Regions from separate parts of the Mus musculus genome. Here region 1 is linked to region 2. The links are chromatin contacts, called in public Hi-C maps. All regions are on one chromosome and are shown on one strand. Each heading gives the region's core, a stretch centred on a gene start, on an enhancer-like site or on the middle of the called end of the contact. The rest is flanking DNA. Distances are from core to core; before and after follow the strand shown.

Region 1 (4,781 bases), core at 792-3,291, 320 kb before region 2:
AGCTGTCTCGGGTAATTGGGTTGACATCATTGAGCCACCTTAGAGGATTTGAATCCCTTCCATGACTCCTGTCACCTGTCATCTGATAGGGAAACCCCCAGGTTTGCAGGTGAGTGATTGATTATGCAAAGCAAATGAAAAAAAAAAAACCTTAAAAGTTCATGCTTTTCAACAGGGAAGCTTTCCCTTAAGTTCTGACCCTGATTTTCACGCAGAAGCTGAGGACTGAGGCCCAGTTACAGGAACCCGAAGAATTGAAACACATGGGAACACATGGGAGAAGACACTTAGCAAACCACCTTGTGTAACCACGAAGATGACTCTCTGAGCCCTTAAGCAGATGGATAGATGATACATTCTTAAGTAGTCTCCCAGACTCCCTTGCTCTAGCATCTATCAGCCTGCTGTGACTGCTTCCCCAGCTTCTCTGTGGGTCTCTCTGCTACTTCCCTTCACCCAACTCTCATTTGGGATAACCTCTTACCAGGATGTCTTCTCTGTTTCCCTTATCCAGCACTGAGGTGCCTTCTGTTGCTACTGAACTTCACACAGTAGCATTCGTAATATGGAAGTACTTACTACTCAGTCTACCTCCCTTCTTAAGCTGGGAGCTGCCTTAGGTGGGGGGCACTGTTATGCTATGCTTTTTTAAATTATATTTATTTTATTTTATTTTTTGATTTTTTTTTTTTTTTGGAGACAGGGTTTCTCTGTGTAGCTCTGGCTGTCCTGTAACTCACTCTGTAGACCAGGCTGGCTTCCAACTCAGGAATCCACCTGCCTCTGCCTCCCAAGTGCTGGGATAAAAAGTGTGCGCCACCACGCCTGGCCCTGTGCTATGCTTTTTACAGCAGGGCTGGTGACAGGACCCAGTTCAACAAGGACATTTAAGACATATTAACTAATGAATGTAGAGAAAATAGTTACACCAATAATCTTACCGTTACCGCTACCATCACATGATTAAAAAGATGAATTTTTACTCTTAGAGGAAATAATATTTGAATTCCTATTTGAAAGATAAGGAAAGCAGGCTTGGGGAGAAAGGGAAGCCATTGGTACATACATAGGACCTACATGGCCCATACATTCTGCTTGATACTTTTGAGTCTATTATCATCATTATTCCCTTTACTGAAATTTGAAAGTGACTTTCATCAACTTTTACAGGGGGATTGTTCTGCAAAAGTTGTATGTCTCAACATATAGCTCTTTGCCATTGACAAATGCATTGTCCTCTGGCCAGCAGGCCAATCACAACATGGAACAGTTCTATCCCAGGGCTGCCCTTTGGAGATAGTCTCTCCCTACTTGATGACAATCACTGGATGGTTCTTCAGCCCTACAGTGTGCTCACTCGCACCTTCAGCAAACAGCATATCAGAGCTCCAAGAGTTTAAGCAACTGGGTCCTGGTAGGCAGCTAATGAGTGACTGGATCTCATCTTTGAACCCAGCACCGTGGATTCCTTGTGAAGGTGGAAAGTGTGAGCTCGGAGCCAAGGAAAACAGCTGTCACGTTTCCCCAGCCTGCCTTTCAGAGAGGGCTCTGTCTCTTCAGGGCTCTGTTAGAGGCAAGCAAACAACCTCATTACCAAAGGCAATATCTGATCGTGTTCCACCTCTGATCACCGGTAGGTGCTGAGGGAAGACTCTGTCCCTGCCCAGTGGAACAATCTGAAAGCCATTACTATCTGCAGGCTGCTCGGCAGACTATGGCGTAAGAGATTGGTTCTCTTCCAGTTCCTTTACTTATCTGGAAGACAAGAGGGTACTGAAAGGAGGTCACTGGTAAACACTTTAGTCTCTCAGTTCAGCAGCTTCCCCACTAAAGCCTGGGGGCCCTTTGCCAGACGGGTGAGTCTGCAGGTGAGCCTTGCTTGCACAAGGTGGGTGCTTCTGCTAATTGGGTTGATGTAATTAACTGTCGTGGTTTTTTTTTTTTTTTTTTTCACCCGGGAAGCCAGCCATGGTCTCAGCATGAGCAGTTTTGCTGGGCCAGCCTGCAGCAGCAGTGAGCACAAACATTTTTGGAGCTCCAAATGCAAACAGCAACTTCAAAGTAAAGAGCAGGCTGCCGCTGGGACAGAGCCATTTCCCTGGGGGCTGGAGGGTGAGCAATGTTGGCTTCCCAGACCAGGAAGGAGAGAGAAATCATTTTATCTCCATTCTGCTTTTAATCAGGTGTCAGGATATTGGTGCCATTTCTGTCTAATGATAATCTCTTTTTCTAAACAAAATGACTTGTTAGAGGCTGAGGAAAGATAAGTGACTTCTGATGTGCCCTGACAGATTCAGAAAACAGGTACAGTCCTCCTAATTCCACCCCTGGTCTTGTGACACCAGCTTCTCCCAGCATCACTTAGACCAGTGGTTCTCAACTTGTACGTTGCCTCCCCTTCGGGGGTTGAATGTTTCTTTCACAGGGGTCACCTAAGATCATCAGAAAACAGTTATTTACCTCATGATTCATAACAGTATCAAAATTACAGTTATGGAGTAGCAACAAAAATAATTTTATGGTTAGAGGAGTCACCACAACATGAGGAACTGTATTAAAGTGTTATAGCATTAGGAAGGTTGAGAACGTCTCTCTTAGAGGATGCATTAAAAATAAATCATGAGGGCAGCACTTGTGTTTAGAATACTAGCCTTAGCTGCAAAAGGCCATCCAGTGATGTCTGCCAGCACATCCGGGTCTACCTAGAACATTGGGGTCTACCTGCGAGGGCCTCTCAGCTCAGTGGTTTAGATTCCATGATTCAGTTGCAGTCTCTGTAATGCACCCAACCCAAGACTCTAAAACAAAACAAAAGAGTGAGCAGAGAAAGAAATTTCACAAGCTCTACTCTAGCAGGGTTAATGACTACCTGAGTGATTTTAGAAGAGTTGTTTGCCTTCTTGTGAATTCAATCTTACCTGTGTATAATGGAAGAAATGGAACCTCTTTTACAGGTTTATGGAGAAAATAAGGAGGTAGAGCGGCACAGAGGATGTGCTGAGAGCAGGAATTATAATCATTTCCATTTCAACTGCCATCATTTCCCAGCAGGCTTTAAATAATATAGTAAGGGTATTTTTACCAGTCACCTGCATGGGCCATTCTCTACCTCTGATAATCCACAGTTCGCCATAATTTAATCTAACACAGAGAACACTAGTGCCAAATTCTTATTTCCAAATGTGTTCCAAGGACTCTTCTCTAGCTTCCTGAGCAGAGTTGCATGTCAACAAAAAGGCAGAAGCCACCCATTTTTCCATGGGCTCCTTTATCGATTCCTCTGGTCCAAATGAAACAATGTTTTCTCCTAGATAAAGGGTGACCTAAAGTAAAAAAAATCCCAGGCCAGCAATACAAATGCAAAGCCTAGAAATCCTTTTCTTTCCCTACACACTAGCTTCCCCAATCTGAAGATGGATGTAGTTTCAAGTGACGGTATCTGTTCCTGGAAACGGGGGCATTTTTAAATCTTAATCAATATTTATCTATTCTAGGAAGATTTTTCCTGTCCTGGTGTCTGGTGATCATAGAAAAAGAATTGGTCCATGGGCAATTCCTATTTCATCATAAGATGTGATATAATTTGAATGTTGAAATTGCCTCTACACCACACTTGACTACTAGCATAGATAAAGTGGCGGCTCTAATTCGTTTCCATGTTCCTGGATTGGAGTGACTGCAGATTCCACAAAACCGTTCTTAGAGCTATCTTATTTTCTTCCCTTCTTAGACCTTAGTAATCTTAGGAGCATAATAATAAACTTGAGCATGGATCGGGTTAAAGAACTAGCTTAGAAAGCAGCCTTTCATTTACCAGGGTCTTACCCACATACTTGGAACTGAGTTTAGATGTCTCTGCTCGCTGACAACACACAAACTTTTCTTTATCACAACACTTAGACTAATACAAAGATCAATGTTCATCTAAAGGGACTGAGCTTATATTAACATTGGATCTGAATCATCTTTGTCTCTCTGAAGGCAGAAATGTAAGACTGGGAGAAACTTGAAGACCAGGAAATTGGAAATGAATGACTAGACGCTCAGTATGCAATCTGTGAAGATCATAAGATAAGAACTTTTGAATCCCTCCATTCCTGAATGACTCCTCCACTCATTTCAGCACATTAGTTATTCCTATGTAAAATAAAAATCATAGCCTCTCTTTAAGGATCTGAGTGACATGTTAAAAAAAAGAAAAATGCCCAGTAGTAAACAAGGATTATTGCTAAATGTTACGAGTTATGGATAAACTTATCATTCAGTGTTTTTCTTTCACAATTTTATCTTTTAACATTGAAATATTTATTGACTCTATACTAAAGCTATATGTGTTAAAAATGCATCAGTCTATATGGAGTAGCATATGAACCATTAGATACCTGAAGACCACCATGTCCACTTGTCCTTTTTGTTCATTTACTATTTAATCTCTTGACCATTCTCTTGACCAATCTCTTGACCATTCACTCTCTGGTTTTGCCTCAGCCTTTACTGGAAGACAGCTTCCTCTCAGAGATGTGAGGGAGAAAGGGTATTCAGGAGTCCTCTCGTCCTCTTTTGGCCATTTGAAGAACATGTTCTCTAACACTGAGTATAGCTACCATGCAGGTGTAATCATGATGTATATGATTTCATGCTCTCAAAGTCCAGGCCTGGCTGAGTGAGGCAAGCTGGTGGGTGAGAGACCAGGGGTGGAGAGTAGAGTTCTGAGTCATTAAATTCTCACCAGATGTCAACTGGAAGACGTCTTCCCACCCAGCAGCCTAAGGCAAAAGTCT
Region 2 (5,072 bases), core at 1,000-3,499:
TTTGAAATCTGCAGTATCTTCGTACATTCTTACTTGGTCCCAAACCCTACATATGTTTCAAAATCAAGATCAACTTCTCCACTAAGACTTCCTAATTAACCCTCACTTTCTACTCTTTGCAACCTCCTGGGAATTACATCCCTAGAAATCTTGGAACTGCTTTTCTCAACACATTGAGAAGATACTTGTTAAGAATGATAGCTTTTATCACCTATTAATGCTGTCTGTCCGGAAAGAAAGTACTGCATCTGAGTCTCTTCACTTGTAGAATGTGAACAAATATGCTGTTCAACAGAGGTCTATTAGAAACCAAATGGGTTAATTCATGAAAAAACAAAACAAAACAAAACATCACATGGTCTAAGGAGGTGCCATTGGTCATTGAGTCCATTCATGTTTACTTTGGCCCCGAGGAAAGGAAATGTAAGCATTTCTATGAGAAGACTTTCTTGTGAGGGGGTGAGGGGACATCTGTCTTCTGTTCCTTGACATTAGTCACCGTTCAATATCCATAAATGCTGACATGATAAAACAAGTAGTTGAATAATGAAGGAACTGTAAGAGTTTTTTCATGCTGTGTCAGGGCTGGACTCCCTCTCATGGCATGGAGCCAAAGCTGGACCAGTCATGGTTGGCCACTCCTACAGTTTCTGTGCCACCTTTCCCCCCAGTGCTGGTAGGGCAAATTGTAGGTTGAAGGTTTTGTGTCTGTTTTCCACTGGAAATCTTGCCTTATTGTAGGAGATGGCCAGTTCAGGCTTTGTATCCCCCTTTACTAGGATTTTTAGCTAGGGTCACCCCAATAAATTCCCATGAGTTTCAATTGCACCGGGTTTGAAACCAGAGGCCAGATGGCCCAGAGACCTATGATAGAACCAAACATGGTTGACAAAAAATTTAAAATTAAATTTTAAAAATACATTAAATAAATAAACATAAATAAATAAATGAAATTATGCCTGGAAATATTTTGCTTTACTCATAGATTGATGTCTAACCCGACTGTCATCAAGGTGCTTCATGCTGTAACTGATGGAAACAGATGCAGAGACCCACAGCCAAACATTAGGTGGAGCTTGGGGAATCCTGAGGATGAGAGAGAGAAAGGATTGGAGGAGGCAGAGGGATCAGGGGCACTATAAGAAAACCCACAGAATCAATTAACCCGGACTCATTAGAGTTTCCTGAGACTGAACTGACAATCAGGAAGCCTGTACTGGTCTAATGTAGGCCCTGTGTATATATGTTATAGCTGTGGAGCTTGGTGTTTTTGTAGGACTCCTAGCAGAGGGGACAGGGGCTCTTTCTGACTCCTTTCCCTTGTCCTCTTACTCAGTTGCCCAAGCCAGCCTCAATTTGAGGAAGGTGAGTAATCTTATTGCAACTTGAGATACCACATTTGGTTGATATCCGAGAAAGGGAGTGGATAGGAGGGAAGATGTAGAGGACAGAGGGATGTAGGATAAACTGCAGTTAGGATGCAATATGTGAGACAATAAATTCATACTAAAAGGTTGAGTTCTTTCATGAGTAGCCCTTATAGTAGTGGTTCTCAGCCTTCCTAATGCTGTGACTCTTTAATACAGTTCCTCCTGGTGTGGTGATCCCCAACCATAACATTATTTTTTTGTTTTGACTTCATAATATTAATTTTGCTACTGTTATGAATTGCAATGTAAAGATCTGTTATGCAGGATATCTGCTATAGAAAAACCCCAAGGGAGGTCACAACCCACAGATTAAGCACTACTGCAGTACATTGTATTGATGTATCTGAGCAATACCCTGAAATTGATGCCAGTGTCTGTTTTTTATAAATGAGAGAACCACAGCTCAAGGTTGAGGGACTCCTTTAACTGAAAGGGCCTGAGAGTCCAAACAGGTTCTTCTTCCTATTGGAAAGCCTGAGGCTTTCCCTCTTAGTGTAACAGCTTACATGCACTCCACTGATCTCTGCACATGGGGATGGAGAAAGAGGAGGTTACACAGCTCATTCTACATCAGAGAAGTCAAAGAAAAGTTAGGGCTTCCCTGTCGCTACAGGACATGGTGTGACATGCCTTTGCTCATCACATGGAAGCATTCCTAGTTGCTCAGAAACACCAGCATCACAGCCTCATTCCACGACAATAAGTTTGTTCCTCACTCTCCAACCTGTGTCTGTCTGAAGCTAGGCTCCTCCCTAGGACTGCTCTTGCCTTCCAAGCTTTGCCCCTGCTTGTCTAAATACAGACCCAGAGCTCACTCACTGCTGCCCAGCCCAGGATTTTGCAATCAATCCCCCTTGGGTCTTTTGAGGAGTCATACTTCCTCCTGGGGCTGTCCCTGAAATTCATCAAAGTCTGTTTCCCCTGGCTGAGCAGTAACAGAGTCCCCTGAGCTTTTGGCTAAGATTCACACATTCAAAGAGATTATTGAAATAAGTCCCAGCAAATCACCAATATGGGAGGCCTGGTATAGGAAAACCCATAAAAGTCTTGTTGCAACCATTATCAACACATTTCACCTACCTTCCTTTTCCACATGCCAATTGCCCAATATGCATTTCATTTTGGAGTCACACATGTACTGAAGGGAAAATTTGGCACTACCCTTTCATTCCCCAGGGCCTGGCAGGGTTTATGTACAACCTATAATTCACTCACTGTTCAGGATGCATTGCACTGAGACAGCCATTTCAGGAGAGGGATGGTTTCTTCACCTTGGCTAAGTTCATGACAAGAAAACAGAATGCTGGCTCTGAGCTAGCCTCAACAGGACCACACTGGCCTTCCTTCCTCTATGGATTAATAGAGATATATCTAGAAGCTTTTAACAGCAGCTCATCATTAGTTTCTCCAGGGCCTTAGTTTAGAAAGAAAAAAAAAGTGACAATGTAGAGTAGAATTTAGACAGATTTGTAGATTTAGTCAGAAGCATAAGACAGAATCAGAACTCATAGAACAAGCCAAAGGCAAAACAATACAAACTCTGAGAATGCATAGCAATAAAACATTCAGAGAAGGAGCACGTAAAACATAATCATCAAGCATGGTCCCTCCTACCTGACTAACATCTTCAGTAAAGTGGAAAAGAACCTAAAAGTATCATCAGGAGGAACTGGACCATTGTCCTTTTGTAACACAGAAGGCTGTGTTGAATTCTTGTCTCTGAAGCAAAGTGGAAACTGGGACGTATTACCATCTTCCCTCTAATGACAAACAATCTATGTGACCCTTCATTGCTTGAGAAACATTAGTCAAAGTCTACATCCTCAATCCTTGCGAATCTGTCAGATTCCAGGGCCTTTGGAAATCATGGCGGTCATTTCTATAGAAACACCAAGTATGTGAGTAGACTTCTTAAGAAAGAGTTGAGCTGCTCTTCATGAAATGTATCTAGATTGAATCCAAAAACTACATGCATGAAGTATATTGAGGAATGAAAGTTGTGTCGGGAGGTAGAGACCAGACATGATTGAAAAGAGGGTAGTCCGAAATGATGAGGTTCACTTAGAATAGACTGTACTCACAAGAAAGATTGAAGGTCAGCCTTTGCAACAGTCAACCTTTCCCCAACTATAGAAAAAGAAATCTCCACAATGTTTAACATCAATGAAACATAATGTTTCAGAAACATCATGACTTTTCTATAGGCTCACATAAGCCCTGAGACTTGATGTTTGTGCTGTGTTATGGTAAAGAGATTATTGGGGTAGAAATTGGGGGTCTCATCCTTGCCCAGAGCTGTGACTTTGGCTCTGGCAATTGTCTGCTTTACTGGTTCTCTGTTGCTTCTGGTAGTCCTGCTATAGGACCCATAGAGAGCTAACATTTCTAAGAATAGAAGAATGAGCACAGGAAAGGGAGGTGTTCCAGGGTAACTGCTTTTGGTTGCCTGGGTTTCAGTTTCTCACTTACAAAATGAACAAGCTTGGATGAGTTCTCCGAAGACTCTCTCCAGGATGACATTTAATGAATCTAAACATTCTATCTTAGGCTATTTCTAGTAAAACTATCTATTTAAATATGAAAATAAAAAAGACTTCCTACCGGCACCAAATTGAATATTGGATATTATTCAGTTAATTTGGTTTTGACTGGAATTTAGCATCTTTTGCACAAACAATGACTCAGAAAATTAATTAGCCTTTGCTTTAATTAAGTAGTACATCTATTTAATAGCAATTAAAATACCACATCTGAGTGCATTTGTTGTAGCAAAGTATAGTTAATACAGGAAACAGCCCCATTTGCTGTGTGGATCTTGGTGGGTGACTGAGGCTCTGGGGCTCTTGATTTCCAGATAGGCAGCCGGGCTTTGGATAGACAGGAAGAAAATTCCCAGAGGCCCTGGGCGCAGCTCACTGTTATGAAATCTTGCATACTTTAGCTTTCTTCATCAGATTATTCTGCCACTCTTCTTATTAACATTAAAGGCACAGTTTAATAACAGTTCTGGAGTTTCCAGATGTACTTTCAACAGCCCCTTTACCTGATGTTCCCCAAACTCTAGTTACTCTGAACAGAAAAGAATTCTTGACCTTTCAACTTTAGTGTGATACCACCCATTGGATTCTTGACTGCCTGAGACAGGCCATTGAGAGGTTAAATAAAAATGTCCTTGCTGCTGCACCAGATTAAGTCTTTGCTTTGATTGGACTTGACTTTTGTTTACAATTACTCCAAGTCGGTGATCATGGTCATGTCAAGCTTTAGTTTCTTGTATATATAACTGTTTTATATCTGATTCTGTAATGTCCTATAATCTCAACTTTAATAAGTCATTTAAAAAACACTGTCTGGTGTTTATGTGGAGGGGGTTGCAAAAGAATAAAAGCATATGGAGGCCATAGTATAATCTTAGGTATCACTCTTCAGGAGCAGTTCACTTGGGTTTATGATACAGGGTCTCACATGACAATTAGGTGTGGCTGTCTAGTCAGAAATTTCTGGATTCATGTGTCTCTACACTGGGATTATAAAAGCACAGGACCACTCCGATTTGTGTATGGATTCTGGGAATTGAACACAATCTTCATGTTGGCGAAGTAAGCACTTTACCAACCAACTAACTAACCAACAACAGCAAAA

The links. A called contact is a pair of places that touch in the nucleus more often than the background predicts.
Region 1: a contact with region 2 is called in a Hi-C map of 3T3-L1-derived adipocytes, with 6 times the contacts expected there. The contact joins two enhancer-like sites. A contact is called at or near these places in 9 of 39 promoter capture datasets (the 3T3-L1 cell line, embryonic stem cells, frontonasal cranial neural crest and 4 more), 2 of 484 Hi-C or Micro-C datasets (3T3-L1-derived adipocytes and epidermal suprabasal cells) and 1 of 9 other capture datasets (embryonic stem cells).

The regions. Positions count from the first base shown.
Region 1 is chr16:25,942,506-25,947,286 of GRCm38.p6, reverse strand. No RefSeq gene overlaps it. Among named protein-coding and RNA genes, the nearest start is that of P3h2, 160 kb to the left of the region's middle. Within about 2 kb of position 2,041, at least 38 of the 459 cell types and tissues checked have an H3K27ac peak or open chromatin away from gene starts, as enhancers often do. A contact at or near this core is called in 3T3-L1-derived adipocytes, where this site is marked.
Region 2 is chr16:25,621,643-25,626,714 of GRCm38.p6, reverse strand. No RefSeq gene overlaps it. Among named protein-coding and RNA genes, the nearest start is that of Trp63, 60 kb to the left of the region's middle. Within about 2 kb of position 2,249, at least 30 of the 459 cell types and tissues checked have an H3K27ac peak or open chromatin away from gene starts, as enhancers often do. A contact at or near this core is called in 3T3-L1-derived adipocytes, where this site is marked.